Regions from separate parts of the Oryzias latipes genome. Here region 1 is linked to region 2. The links are chromatin contacts, called in public Hi-C maps. All regions are on one chromosome and are shown on one strand. Each heading gives the region's core, a stretch centred on a gene start, on an enhancer-like site or on the middle of the called end of the contact. The rest is flanking DNA. Distances are from core to core; before and after follow the strand shown. Region 1 holds the start of LOC110013551 (transcription factor SOX-4). Region 2 holds the start of LOC101154792 (transcription factor E2F6).

What was found. A called contact is a pair of places that touch in the nucleus more often than the background predicts.
Region 1: a contact with region 2 is called in a Hi-C map of fibroblasts, with 2.7 times the contacts expected there. The contact joins the promoter of LOC110013551 here to the promoter of LOC101154792 in region 2. A contact is called at or near these places in 2 of 5 Hi-C or Micro-C datasets (embryo and fibroblasts).

What each region holds. Positions count from the first base shown.
Region 1 is chr11:27,124,917-27,131,683 of ASM223467v1, reverse strand. It overlaps LOC110013551 (transcription factor SOX-4), which reads right to left and starts at 4,828. Exons shown (of 1, transcript XM_020699919.2): 1 at 1,476-4,828. The coding sequence starts at 4,420. The coding sequence ends at 3,338.
Region 2 is chr11:26,858,042-26,864,873 of ASM223467v1, reverse strand. It overlaps LOC101154792 (transcription factor E2F6), which reads right to left and starts at 1,986. Exons shown (of 7, transcript XM_023960237.1): 1 at 1,961-1,986; 2 at 313-377; 3 at 1-121. The coding sequence starts at 1,986. srfbp1 (serum response factor-binding protein 1) reads right to left here. Exons shown (of 3, transcript XM_004074425.4): 3 at 2,681-5,244. The coding sequence ends at 4,015.

The DNA.
Region 1 (6,767 bases), core at 3,579-6,078, 260 kb before region 2:
CACAACATGTTTAATGATTCATTACAATACCTAAAACGCTAGTGATTAGGGTTTTATGAGGCAAGTATCACTCAGCCAATTCCACCTGTGGCTCTCTGTAGCTCGTTGTCATGTCCTTCGTTTCACACTCCTCCCTTTTCTATTTAATAACTATTTTTTAATTAAATAACTAAAAATATACCCGAACATAAAATTCACTTACAGTAAATCTATTTGACCAGGCACGGAAACGGGGAAAACAAACCAGGACAGTTGCAAATCTTCCTTCGATGTCACAGCTTCAGATGTCTTCAGCTTGTGTCGGTCTGATCAGTCTCAGTGAAATGTCTGTGTATTTTTTTAAACTCATTTTTAAAGTTTTAATGAGTTGAATTAAAACCGAGGCACCACATCATTTGGTTGTCTTTTGTAATGGGTGGTCTACCAACCTTTTTCAATGTTTTTTCCACATGTACGTTTGAATGGCAGTCACATCACAGACATATGACTTTTGGCCGGCCGCTTTGACTCGATCTTGTCACACTTACTCAGCTTCAGACAAAACACAAACAAACGGCAGTAATCAGCCATGAAGGTTAAGTGTGCAGCGCGCTCATGCATGCGCCTTTATGTGGGTCAGTGTGTGAACAGGACAGCACCATCTTTATTGCTTGTTTGGAGCAGGAGCTTCACCCTCAGAGGGGGGACCCTGTGGAAGAGTGCAGACGTGGGGGTTCCTGTCTGCTCTTTGGTGATGACCATCAGCTTTCTCATTATGAGTCTGAGCTGTCAGGAGAGCTGAAGGAGACCCTGCCCTCCTGACAAACAGAGATGCAAATAATTATGAGTGTCTCTTGTGGAATATGCAGTAAATTGATACATGCTTAATACTGTACCTTTGGGCTGCCTGTCTGCATCGGAGTTGTCAGATGTATTCGACAAATGAACGCATCCAGAAGGAATTAATTGGATTTGGGAGCACAAACACTCCCCAGCAGACACACACATACACACACACACACACAGGCTGCACACATGCCTCCTTTATTCCAGTCATGCCTTGCAGAAATGTCTGCCACCCCCTCCCTCTGCCCACCCCGCCCTGATGGATCGGTCTGCGTCCCTTATCCTTCCAACACACACACGTGGTGATGCTCCCCAGCGGATTCGGCATCTCTCTTGGATACAGCGTTTCCATGGCAACCACGTTTTCTGCACGTGCAGATTCAGACGGAGTATGGGGGGTGGGAAAGAGGCCACTCCTATCGATTCACTGGCTGGCTATTGATTTGCAGTGTGGTGCAGCACACTCACCTACAGCAGCACCCCCATACAGGCATGCTTGTGCTCAGTGTCAGACATCAGACTGACTGGAGATTTTTTTTAGAGGAATCACTTTGTTTTTTGACAAGCTGGGCCTTTTATGTGTGGCAGTAATTAGCTGCAATTGTAATGAAACTGAAGGTCAAGCTATAAAAGAAGCACCAAGACACGAGTCACATTTTTCAGTTCCAGCTGATTTTATTTCCTTCTTGAAAGAAAGAAAAAACAAATAAAAAAATCTGTACAGAGGTTCGAGAGGCAGTGATTGACCCAAACATTGGCTGGTTTTGAGCAAAAGACTTCAAATGATATTGGCATGATCAGACAAAACATGAATATACACAACGTATTGCACAAATGGAAAAGAAAAAAAGACGATAGAAAAACAGGTTCTGACGTTTTTCAACCTCTGGACCATCTTCTTCAGATTAAGAATGTCCAAAGATGGCTGTCCTAGTGCCTGTCATTGTTCATCATCATCATACATAAAAACACGCAATCTTTGCTTATAGTACAGTCAATTTACATAAATATCTTCATGTTATTATTCTTTTAAAAATCTTAAACACAACAGCTATAGCTACATATACCTGAATCTGAAATACAAATGCTATTTGCCATGCCATAATATAGGAAAACAATTAGCCTGCTATACTTAGCCAACAGGTACAGAAAGGTTAAATACTTTTTTTTTTCTTTTTGATGCACTTTGCGCAATAACAGATGAAGCACTTCATACATCTCCTCCCTCCAAAGTTTAGGCAAAAAGTGGAATGAGTGTAAAATTCCATCCAGTGGTTCAAATAAAATCTATCTTATAAGAAGCAAACCAGACCAAATAAGAAAGCACACAGAGGTATTAGCTCTTTCCAAACTGTGACTCTTTCACTGGAGATCTATGTGGAATTGAAACCCAGTCACCACTCAGACTGGGAGCCTCAGTGGTGCTTTGTTTGGTGAAGCTGGAGTCACTGTCCCATTAAGAAGCATGTGGGTAAATACTGTAAACACTGTGTGAGGTCAGATTGTGCCAAACAAACCCCCGTCCTCTGTCTGCACCTCTAAACCCATGCAAACAACAATGCTGATGGCTGCCCGCCCGCTCGCCCCCGCCCACCCACGTCTTTCTATAGATTTTGTACAAAAATACAAGTAGAAAATCATGACACACTCAAAGTCTCCTGAAAAATGAGTCAACACTTTAAATAAGATACACTTCTAGCCCTTCCGCTCGCTGGATACAGACAGGTGTTATGTGCACAAACACAAACGAGACCTGTACAAGAACAATACTTCTATGTATAAAAAACTTTTGGCTGTATAAATACATTGATACAAAAGAAAAAAAACATCTTACACAGGAACTACAAAGTTGAAGCTCTAAGCAAAAAAGAATCAGGAAATATTAGTCCTGAATTGTGCACTAAGTGATAGAAAAAGGTTTCTGAAGTTTTCAGCCTGTCTGTTTTTGTGTCCTGCCGTTGAGAGAGAAGCTGGTGATCGTGAATTGTGTCCTGTGGCCACGCATTTTGCGTGAATACGCATTGAATAAAAACAGAATCCTCCTCAACTTGGAGGGCATGGGAGGGGATCACTACACCTGAATAGCAACATGATGGTTGATGTGAATCAGTAGGGTTTTAGAGAGAACCCCGCGTGTGGAGCTCCAGTGTCCGTGTCCCTCCCGGACGCAAAGGTTAAAGGTTCGGTCTCCGTCCTCGTTCCCTGCGGGACTGGGTTGAACGTTGGTGCTCGTCGCCGCTCCTTGCTTACATTCACTCCTCCTCCTCTGTGTCCAAATGCAAACTCAGCATTCTCCTCCGTGTCTGCGCCAGACCTGCCTGTCAGACGCACAGGATGCGGGCCAAGTGTCTGAGCGGCGCGTGTCTGGACATTAACCCCAGGACGGGCCACTTATGTTTTTTTTTTTTCAGTTTTCACTCTCCCCCATTCAGTGAAGAACTAGAGGGAAGAATGTGACGCACACGTCAGGCAGGCGTGAGAGGGGTGACAGAGTTCAAACGGGGTCATCATTTCAGTAGGTGAACACCAGGTTGGAGATCGTGGACTCCAACCACTCTCCCGAGATCATCTCGCTGACTTCGGGCGTGCAGTAGTCGGAGAAGTCAAAGTGAGATCCCGCCCCGCACTCCCTGAAGCTCCAGTCCAAGTCCCGGTCCACCTCCGTGTCGGAGAGGCCCGTGCCGCCCAGAGACATGCTCTCAAACCCGGGGCTGCGGCTTAAGTCAAATCGCTCGTCTTCAAACTCTTCATCAGACGAGGACGACACGGATGAGGAAGAGTGCGCGGCTGATGGCGTTGGGGAGGGGGCGCGTGCGTACCGGAGCCGCGCGGTGTGTGAGGACTCGCTGGAGCGCGGGCTCTGCTCCTCGTACAGGCTCAGCGGGTCGCTGGACTCCGCCGAGCTGCTGGGGGTGGGACTGGCCGGGACACCCACGGAGGGCGGGTCACTCTCCAGACTACCCGTGCCACCGAACACGTGGGCGCGCCTCGGCTCACCCGTGAGCTTCTCGGGGATCTGCCGGGCCCCGGACACTGACCTGGATTTGAAGAGTGAGTGGTGGTCACCAGACTCCGGTCCAGAGGCGCCCCTACTGCCCCCCTGTTTGTGCGTCCTGCTGGCGCTCTTGGGCGCGGGGCTCTTCTTGCCGCTGATCTTGGCGCTGCGCTCCCCGTTCTTCTCTGGTTGCTTGTTTGTTCCACTTCCGGTCTTGACCTTCTTTCGGGGCCGGTACTTGTAGTCTGGGTAGTCGGCCATATGTTTGAGTCGGAGGCGCTCAGCCTCGCGGATGAAGGGGATTTTGTCGGTGTCTTTGAGCAGCTTCCAGCGCTTCCCCAGCCGCTTGGAGATCTCCGCGTTGTGCATGTCCGGTGACTGCTCCATGATCTTCCGCCTCTCGATCTGGGACCAGACCATGAACGCGTTCATGGGCCGCTTGATGTGGCCGGTGGGAGTCTTACACCAAGCCAAGTCGCTGCGCTCCCGGGAGGACGGCGACCCAGAGATCGGACAGGAGTCCATCTCCAGGTCCATGTCTCCCGTGTCCGTAGAGTCCCCGCCGGGAGAGTGAGCGTGCGCGCTCACGTGCTGCACCATCTCTGTTCAGAGAGCTGCTCTGAGAAACTTCAAATGTCACAAAATCAGGTCACTGATGGATCATAAAAACTTCAACCGCGTCTCCTTTCTGCTTCTTCTCAGTTCAGCGATCGCTCTAAACTTTCGTCAGCTTTAAAAATCAAGAAAAGCCCCCCCTGCAAAAAAAAAAAAAAAAAAACTTTTGACATCAGCTCTCAACTGCCTGTGCGGCTGAAAACCCGCTCTGCGAGGCAGAAAATGCGGCGCTGTGCGCAAGCGTCCCTCAGGTGCGTCTGGCCGTCTGCAGCGCAGCTTGTCTGTGCGGTGGGGGGACCATGTGGCTGAATGGAGCGGCTGCGCTTTCTCATAGTCTCCCGGTTTGTCGTGCGGCTCTAAAGCGTTACTGTAAACACATCAGCAAGAAGCTCACCTATTTATAGTCTTTTCGCGAGACGGGCCACCCAATCAGCTTCTGTCTCCATAGTCACTTTTAGGCAAAGCCCCTCCCCTGGCCTCCCATTGGACGAATAAAAAAGGGGAAATAATAATAATAATTTGCAATCAGGATCCTTGTGTCTGACCTCATTCCTCTCAGACTCCACTTCAAGGAAGAAGAACTTGGAGCATGTTTGTCACTTCATGTGTTCTCTAGAAGACTGCCAGTGTCCTAGTCCTGCAGTGGGAGAGGTTCACCCAGCTAGAAATAGGTGATTCAAATCTGTTAATGCTTGGTGGTGAGAAAAAGCTGAGGAACAAACACACAACCATGAGCCACAACATGTTTTGTCAGTCTGACAGCAGTTTGTGTGCAAGGAAGAGGCAGGAATTTGCTCAACCTGTTATTTTTACAAATCATTGCAACATCAGATCCCAAGCTGACATCATCCAACAGCAGAAAAAAAGAACTGAGACCAGATGATGTTGTTATTTACAGCAAACCCCACACCAGAAAAGCCACAAGGAAGGCTGTGTGTCAGACCCACAACAGCAGGAAGGTGGGGGAGTCTCACAGCGGCAGCAGCGGCGGCGGCAGCAGCGGCGGCAGCAGCAGCGGCGGCAGCAGCAGCGGCGGCAGCAGCAGCGGCGGCAGCAGCAGCAGCATTCTCTCCTGCAAACAGTCCTCCTGCTGGAACGTGTCATGTCAGGCCACACCGCTGGGTGTCAGGCTGGGGCCAAAAGCAGAATGCTAAACACTCACACATGCTTGTGCGTTCACATGTGCAGCAGATCTGTCTCTATTCTGTTTGCTGCTGCCATCATTAAATCAAGCAGGTGATGTCATCATGAAGGGTGACTGCTCCTCACAGTTTCAAGTGAGGACATTAAGGGAATGGTTAACCTTTTTGTGGGCCTGCATCTCTGTTCACTGTAATCACTTCAGGACTTTGAGGAAGAACATCTCCATCCATGTTTCTGTTGACATAAATAAAGCGGAGCTACTTCCGCTGGTTCTGTCTTTGAGCTGCTCCCATAACAAGTATACACCTGCCGTTGGATTAGCTTCCTATCTCTGAGCTGCCCCAGGCTTAACGTGCACGTCCACACAGAGTGGTGCGCATGCACAGTGTTTGTTTAAACAGGTGTCACAGGTATACCTGTAACCTTATCTGATGTGCGAGAGGCAGCTGTCAGGTACCTTTCCACTGGTGCCGGCTGATGCCCCGTTCGTCAGGGCCAGAATCCTGCAGGACGCTCACACCACCACCACCACATGATGAGGGGGTGCATCGGGGGGCTGGGCCACAAGCTGGGTGGCTGTCTTAATGATTGTAAATAAAGTTCTGAGTTTCAGAATGTGGTGATATGACATTGAGAGTACTGACTGCCATGCTGCAGTGAGACTCTGTGCCAGGGCCTTCTTCTCAAAGCAGCAGAGTTTACTTGTAACTGGAGCCTTCAGGACCAGGCTGGGAGCTGCAAACAAAAGCTGCCAGTCTGTTGTAAAAAGTGACTTGTGAGATTAAAGAAGGGAATGTCAGAAAGCAAAGAGAGGCAAGCAGCTGAAAAGAGGAGGAGGAGGCACGTGCAAGCGGGTGTATCACAGGCACAGCTACTCATTACCGCGTACTTGCCCTTTTTCAACCGCTGAGGAATGACGCGCTGCTTTGACCTGCCTGCTCGTCATCCCCAGAGGCTAGACACAATGAGGCCTTTGTGTGTTTGTGTTGGGTTTAACTGAACTGGAGCTCTTCCAGGGATTGAAAGTTTTAGAAGCAGTGGGAAGTCCCCTCCACCCAGCAGTTAAACAGAAAAGTGAGGAGTAAGCACTGATTTGCATGCGCACACTCTCCCGCTCGTTGCCTGTGACTCATCCACAGAGTCTGTCCCCTGTGTTTTGTGTGGATGTGGCAGACAGTGCAGGTGGCCG
Region 2 (6,832 bases), core at 737-3,236:
GCACCGAGCTTCTGGCAGACCACGTTGAGGTCCAACACTCCGTCAGGGCTGTGCCTCAGCATGTCTGCAAACTTCTGCGTCAGGAGGCCCAGAGACGTGTCGCAGCGCGACCTGTGTGGGGCTGCAGGTTACCCGCCACGTGGGAAAAGAAAGAGAGGATTTCTCCATCAGGACCGCTAAATCAATCAGAGGGAATATGGATCGGAGGCAGTAATCCATCACTGATCTTTTTAAGCATAGCCCAAAACTGGACACCACCAAAAAGCGTCCCAGTTTCCATGTATGACGGCTGCAGGGTCCCCGGAGCCTCACCTTCTGGTTGCAGGAAGCCGCCATCGCCCTCAGTGTCCAGAGAGAAAACAACGTCCAGCTCCAGCCTTCAGGAAGAGCAGAACACGTCTCCCATTCATAAACAAACAGCAATGACATTTGATTGTTAAACTTTCTATTGAACGTGCTTCTGAGCAGAAGTCATGTTACTTTTGAATAGACGCGTAGAAGTGAGGAAAATGCATTTGTGGGTTTATGGGTAATTAAAAAAACTCAACATTTCCATCAAACAGCTTGTTTTTTTCAGCAGTTCCTTCACTTCACCCTTTAACACCAGAGCTTCAGCTGCAGTCGGTGTCGACATTCTTCAGCCGTGAGACAATAGACGGGATTCCTACAGATGGAGTGGAGAAAGCAGCTTGGTGCTGTTCTGCAACCACTTCCAGTAAAAACGTGTTGCAGTGCTGCATCAGAATCAGCTGATTCACGCTGAAGGCGTAATGGTTGAAGACAAGTGTCCACAGGAACGTGTCCAGTGTTAAAGGGTTAAACCTCCACACCCTCTGCCAGCACAGCCTGGCTCCTCCCCCTCACCCCGGTCACTATGCCGCCATCCCATCCCTTAACCTTCATTTAGAGTCAAGTTGTCTCTCTGTGATGTGAGCTTCCAGATCTGAATCAAACCCAGTCGTATTAAATGCTGCAGTTCCTGAAATGGCCACCGGAGGCTGGTTTCAGATGGAAGCAACTTCCCAGTGACTCCTGATCTTATCTCATGTACGCTCTGGTTCAGAAACACTGACGTTTCTCCTCCTACTGTCAAAAAGCACGGTCAGGGAAGTGTTCCTTATGGAACACAGCAACACAGCAAAATTCTCACTTCATCTAGTCCCGCCCCATTGTGTTGAGGTGGGCGGAGTAAACTCTAGTCAACATGCCTGCCCACCTCCAGGTTACCGTCCAGGTGTTGTTATCTGTCCAGTGTGAACATTTCTACTAGCGTCCGACCCCTCATGCTGATGGGACTGGAGTCAGGACTGCTGTCCTCACCACTCCCCCATTGTGGAGGCGGTCTCTGATGAATCCCTCAGTGGGGGGACTGGTTTTCTGTGGAGGTATGGGATCGATGGCCACAAAATCCATTCTCCTTAGTTGTCCCTTATTGAGAACAGACCTCGTGTCCCTCATCATCATGCCACCTCCCCCCTCACAACAGCCTCTTCCCCAAACGTTGACCCAAAGATCCCTCTGGCTGATGAGGAGTCTGGACTCATCGTTTCTCTGCATGTTCAGCCTGGTGCTTCCTTCTCCGGCTGCAGGCCAGCCTGGTCACGTGGCTTCCCATGCTCTACCCTGTACCTTTAAAGGTCATTCAGGGTGGGGGTCACTCTGGAGGAACAGCACGTGCGCCGTAGGTGGCCCCCTTCTTCTGGATGATCGGCAGAGCCTGGAGTCACCAAAGCTCCTAACAAAATCAATAACCAACAGCACGACTGAACTGAAGTCACGTGCTAAAACTTACAGCCACGAAAACCCTTTCTGACAGGAAGTGTTTTTTTTTATTCTACAAGTACTGCTGGAAACATTAGTAACAGGACGGAGGTCTTGAGCTGCTGTTTACATCAGGTTAGCTTAAGTGATGTTCGCTAGCGGGGTTTGCTCGGCCCATCTCACACGCGCGCGCGCTCACCTCGCGCCTGCAAAGCGGCTTTGTGTTGTCGGTCAAATCCGTTTATTCCCCAACGTGTTGCTGCGGTTCCAACTTCACTAAACAAGGAGCTGCGTGGACACCAGCTTGTAGGAAAGAGGCTTCCGAACCGGAAGTCACAGGAAAACGCAGCGAAGTAACCGGATGTACAAACTTTACAACACTTCTCTTTCAAAACAAAGGTATAAACTTGTCGCAAACACCGATACCTTTAGGGGTTAAAGATTAGTCCAGAAAGCTAACTTTTCAAAATTGCATAACTGGGTACGGTACCAAAGCCCAAGCCCTTTTACTGAACTGTTTGAAATTTTATTCTGAAAACCAAATCAGAACTTCCGTTTCACACCAACTCCGCTGAGATTTATTTTACGTCATTTATCATTTCTTTGAGGCAAAGCTTACCTTGCCTTCATCAGATTAAGCAAACTGCTCCAGGCCAAACTTGTTGCTCAGAGCCATTTCCATTTGTCCCGGGAATTTGTTTTATATTGAACTTATCAATGACCAAACACAAACTCCAGCAGAGGACGAACACACTCTGAAATACACACTCACTAAGGGAGGGGCGTATAGAATACTCTCAACAATACTGTCATCAATTTAGTGTTAAATTACTTACAGGAAGAAAATGAGAGGGAAAAAACAGGAGCCAAATGACGGCATAGGAAAAAAAATTGGAATAACAGACACAAAGAAATTTAATTATTTTTGCACCTACCAAGAATTGTAATCTTTATTAGGTATAATAATGTTAATAATAATGTTACTAAAACCTGGGAAGGAGGGCTTGGTACCTCTCAAATAGAACAGTAGATATGGTATTTTCCTAAAAGTAGGGAGTCTTGCCATTTCCGTCCACAGATTTTCACTCCGAGCCAAATCCAGGGCAGCCGTGGAGCAGCGGTCGTGTCCAGAACAGCCGACATCCATTGGCTGATCTTCAGGCATCATCGGCTGCGTTTCTCTTCGTTCCCAGACAGCTGGAGGAAGCCAGTAGTTGTTCCACTCAAAACAGGACGGTTCCTCTCCTCAAACGCTTGTGCCCACCAGGATTTGAAGGCTTGATCAGGTCTTCGGGAACAAAGGGACGGCTGCGGACCCTTGTGGTCCGTCACTTCAGTGAATATTAATGACCCACTTCTCACATGTCACAGTCTTTGGAAAAAGTGTGGAAACTTTCAAATGAATCACAGCTAGCTGTGACGGAGCATTCTGGGACACAGCAAAGGAAGCCTGCAGCCTTGTCTACTTGTTTACGGAAGGCAAACTTTGCCTTTGGATGTCATTGTGTGTACACGCAACGACAAACTCTAAGAAATAACAAAACTTTGACCATATCAGAAATAGTACACAGAGATTTGCCAAGTCGATGTACACAGTTAGCCACAACCGGAAGAAAAAGAGCGGAAATCCGTCACACAGCTCTGCGCGTAGTCCATTCAGAAAAGGAAATGGTGAAACTCTGCACAAATTAACACAATATGGTCATATCATTAAAAACAGTCATTTCTGAAGAGCACAACGGTGCACAGCTGTGCTCCAAGGAGTGACCCCTAATGCAGCAAACAAACTAGCCGCCCGTTAGCTTGTTGAGGACGTTCCCGCCATCGTGGAGCATGGCGTCCTCCGTGCGACGCTTTGTCTTTGAGGTTCAGGGGAATTCACTGCATTTCCAGCCAACAGCACAAAGACATCAAGCCTCATTCCATTGGAGATTATTTGTATTAAAAAGAAACATTTTGCCGCTGTGCACTGGACCTAAACAGCACCTAGTTGGTGTTAAACAGCAGGTTAGCTTTGTGGTGTTTTGACTTTCAATGACGCATCAATACACAACTGAACGTGAAATGTTGTAGTCATTTAAAACACTAGACAACAAATCAAAGAGGTGAAATACAGAATGGCTGCATTGATGGAGACAAAGAGGATCAGATTCTGCAGGAGATCCAGAATCTGAACCATTGCTTGGAATCACTGGGATTATGAATGCTAACCATCACCAATAGGACTGACTAGTCTTTAGTGATGGAATTGCCTCAGTCATCATCATCAAACTTAATCTTCTTCCCTTGAAAGGCCAGGATTTGTCCCTGCTGCTCCTTCCTCCTCCGGCTGGCCTCCCAGGATGGATGGAGCGCTGGCTGAGAGGAGAAGACGCCTCCCGCCTTTGGATCCTGCTGCCGTGGAGCCTCCCGCCTGCCTCGTCCCACCCCTCTTTGGGAGGATGCAAACCCCCTGGTGTTTGATCCAGGCAGACTTCCTCCTGGGAAGGGTTTGCTGTATTTGGAAGATGCTGCTTTCTCCTGCTGATGGGTAAAACCATCAACTTTCTTCTGGCCTTTCACTTTCCCAAACCCTCTGCTTTTCTCTTGGCCCCCACCTCCCTTCCTCCTGGCCAAGGAGGGGCAGAAAACAGACTGGAGCGTGGTGGTTTTAGGTCTTAACCTGGATTCCAGCTGGTCCAGCTCCCTCTGGAGTTTGTCTCCCCCTCCTGATGAGTCCTTCTTCACGTCAGGCTCTTTCTCCACTTCATTCATTTTGGGCTTTTTCCTTCTTTTCTTCACTTTGCTGACTTTTCCAACAAAGAAGTCGTCCTCGCTGTCTTCAGACTGGGAAGACTGCTTGTAAAAGCGCTCCTCTGTGCTGTCGTCAAAGTATTCTTTTTCCTCGCCGCCTGCTGACTCACCGTCAGACTCGGCGTCAGTCTTGGCGTCCTCCGCTCTTCTCGGGGGGGGCACAGTGGCAGACTGCAGATTACAATCATTTTCAGCAGCTTTGCTGTTAGGGATTCTGATGACATCCCTGCTGTGGACAGACTCTGGTCCTCCGATCAAAGACCGTTTGGAGCTCAGAGCAGGAGCAGCAGCAGCAGCAGCAGCAGCACCAGCACCAGCAGCAGCATCGGCTGATCTTTTCTCGGTTTTCTTCTCAGATTTTGCAGCTTTACTGTCACTCATGTCTTTAAGCTCCTCTACTTCTTCTTTACCATCAGCAACTTCTGGCAATTCCACGGGACGACTTCCTGATTTTTCCTGTTCTTCGTGATTCTTTGCAGACTCCAGAGTTGCTCTTTGACCTTTGGCCTTGCCTCCTCCCTTACGGCGCTCCACCCCAAAGGCCTTCACAGATGCTTTGATGTCATCAATCTTCTTACTGAACTGTGGGTGGGTGGCTATGCGAGTAACCGCTCTATCAGTCAAGCTAGACTTGGGGTTTTTGAACACCTGGTCAAAGTTGAGGTTCTTCTGTAGGGCTGTCTTTGTGACCTGTCAATCATTTTCAAAGTAAAATGAATTCATGATCAGATTCTCGTCTTTACAGTTTGCAGATTAAAGTCCCACTCCAATAATCTACTGATCTATTTACAGTGATCTTTTAGTTATGGTTATGTTGTTTGTAACCACTAGGACAGAGTTTCTGCAGAGCAGCAGGAGTTCAGTAGAAATTCACCTCTGAGTTTTGGGCGGGACTCCTGGGGCAGAGTAAGCCTCATATCATTTCCCATCATTCCTTTATTTAAACTCCTGATAGGCTTTCGCCTGCTGTTGGTAGTTTGTACGCAACAACTACAAGCTTTTTCTAAAGGCATTTTTGTTTCCTACTGATTCACAACGATTTAAATAAAGAAAAACTCAGAAACTATCTTTTATTCTGTGGGGGAAAAGTATTTAGTCAGCCACGATTTGTGCAAGTTCTCCATCTTAAAAGATAAAAGAGAGGCCTGTAATCTCATAATAGGTAAACCTCAACTATGAGAGACAAAATGGGGGGGGTGGGGGGGGGGGGTGTCCAGAAAGTCACATTGTCTGTTTTTTAAAGAATTTGTTAGTAAATTATGGTGGAAAATAAATTTTTGGTCACCAATAAACAAGTAAGAGTTCTGTCTCTCTCAGACCTGTAACTTCTTCTATAGAGGATCCTCTGTCCTCCACTGGTTCCCTGAAGTCATGACTCCTGTTTGAACTGGTTATCTATAGAAAGACACCTGTCCACAACCTCAAACAGTCCCACTCCAAACTCCACTATGGAGACCAAAGAGCTGTCTAAGGACACCAGAAACCAAATTGTTTACCTGCAGCAGGATGGAAGACTGAATCTGCAACAGGAAAGCAGGCAATCAACTGTGGGAGCAATTATTAGGAAATGGAAGACGTTCAAGACCACTGAGAATCTCCCTCCATCTGGGGCTCCCCCCAAGATCTCACCCTGTGGGGTCAAAATGATCACAAGAACAAACATCCCAGAACCCCACGGGGGTCCTAGTGAATGACCTGCAGAGAGCTGGGACCAAAGTGACAAAAGTACCATCAGTAACACACTACACCACCAGGGACTCAAACCCTGCAGGGTCAGACGTGTCCCCCTGCTAAAGCCAGTACATGTGCAGAACCGTCTACAGTCTGCTAGAGAGCATTTGGATGATCCAGAAGAGGATTGGGAGAATGTCCTATGGTCAGATGAAACCACAATAGAACTTTTGGTAAGAACTCTACTGTTTGGAGGAGAAAGAAAGCTGAGCTGCAGCTAAAGCAGTGTTTTTCAACCAGTGTGCCGCGGCGATGGTCAAGTGTGCCGTGGGAAATTGCCCTCATTCACTGATCTAACAACATTTTCCATCTCCAAGATTTCAGCTCTTTGTTCATCCAAACAGGCCCTGATAAAACACTGAGGAGTTAGGAATATAAAAGATCTTAAAATACTTTTTCTTTGCGTTTATTTTATTTTATTAAAGACATTTTGATAAGAATGACTGTACAGTACCGCGATTCAGCTGCAGCTCCGGCTGTATTTGGGAAAAGTCCCGTCCCTTTAACTGTCTCCACCAATCATTCTTGGGGAGCTTAATCACATGTC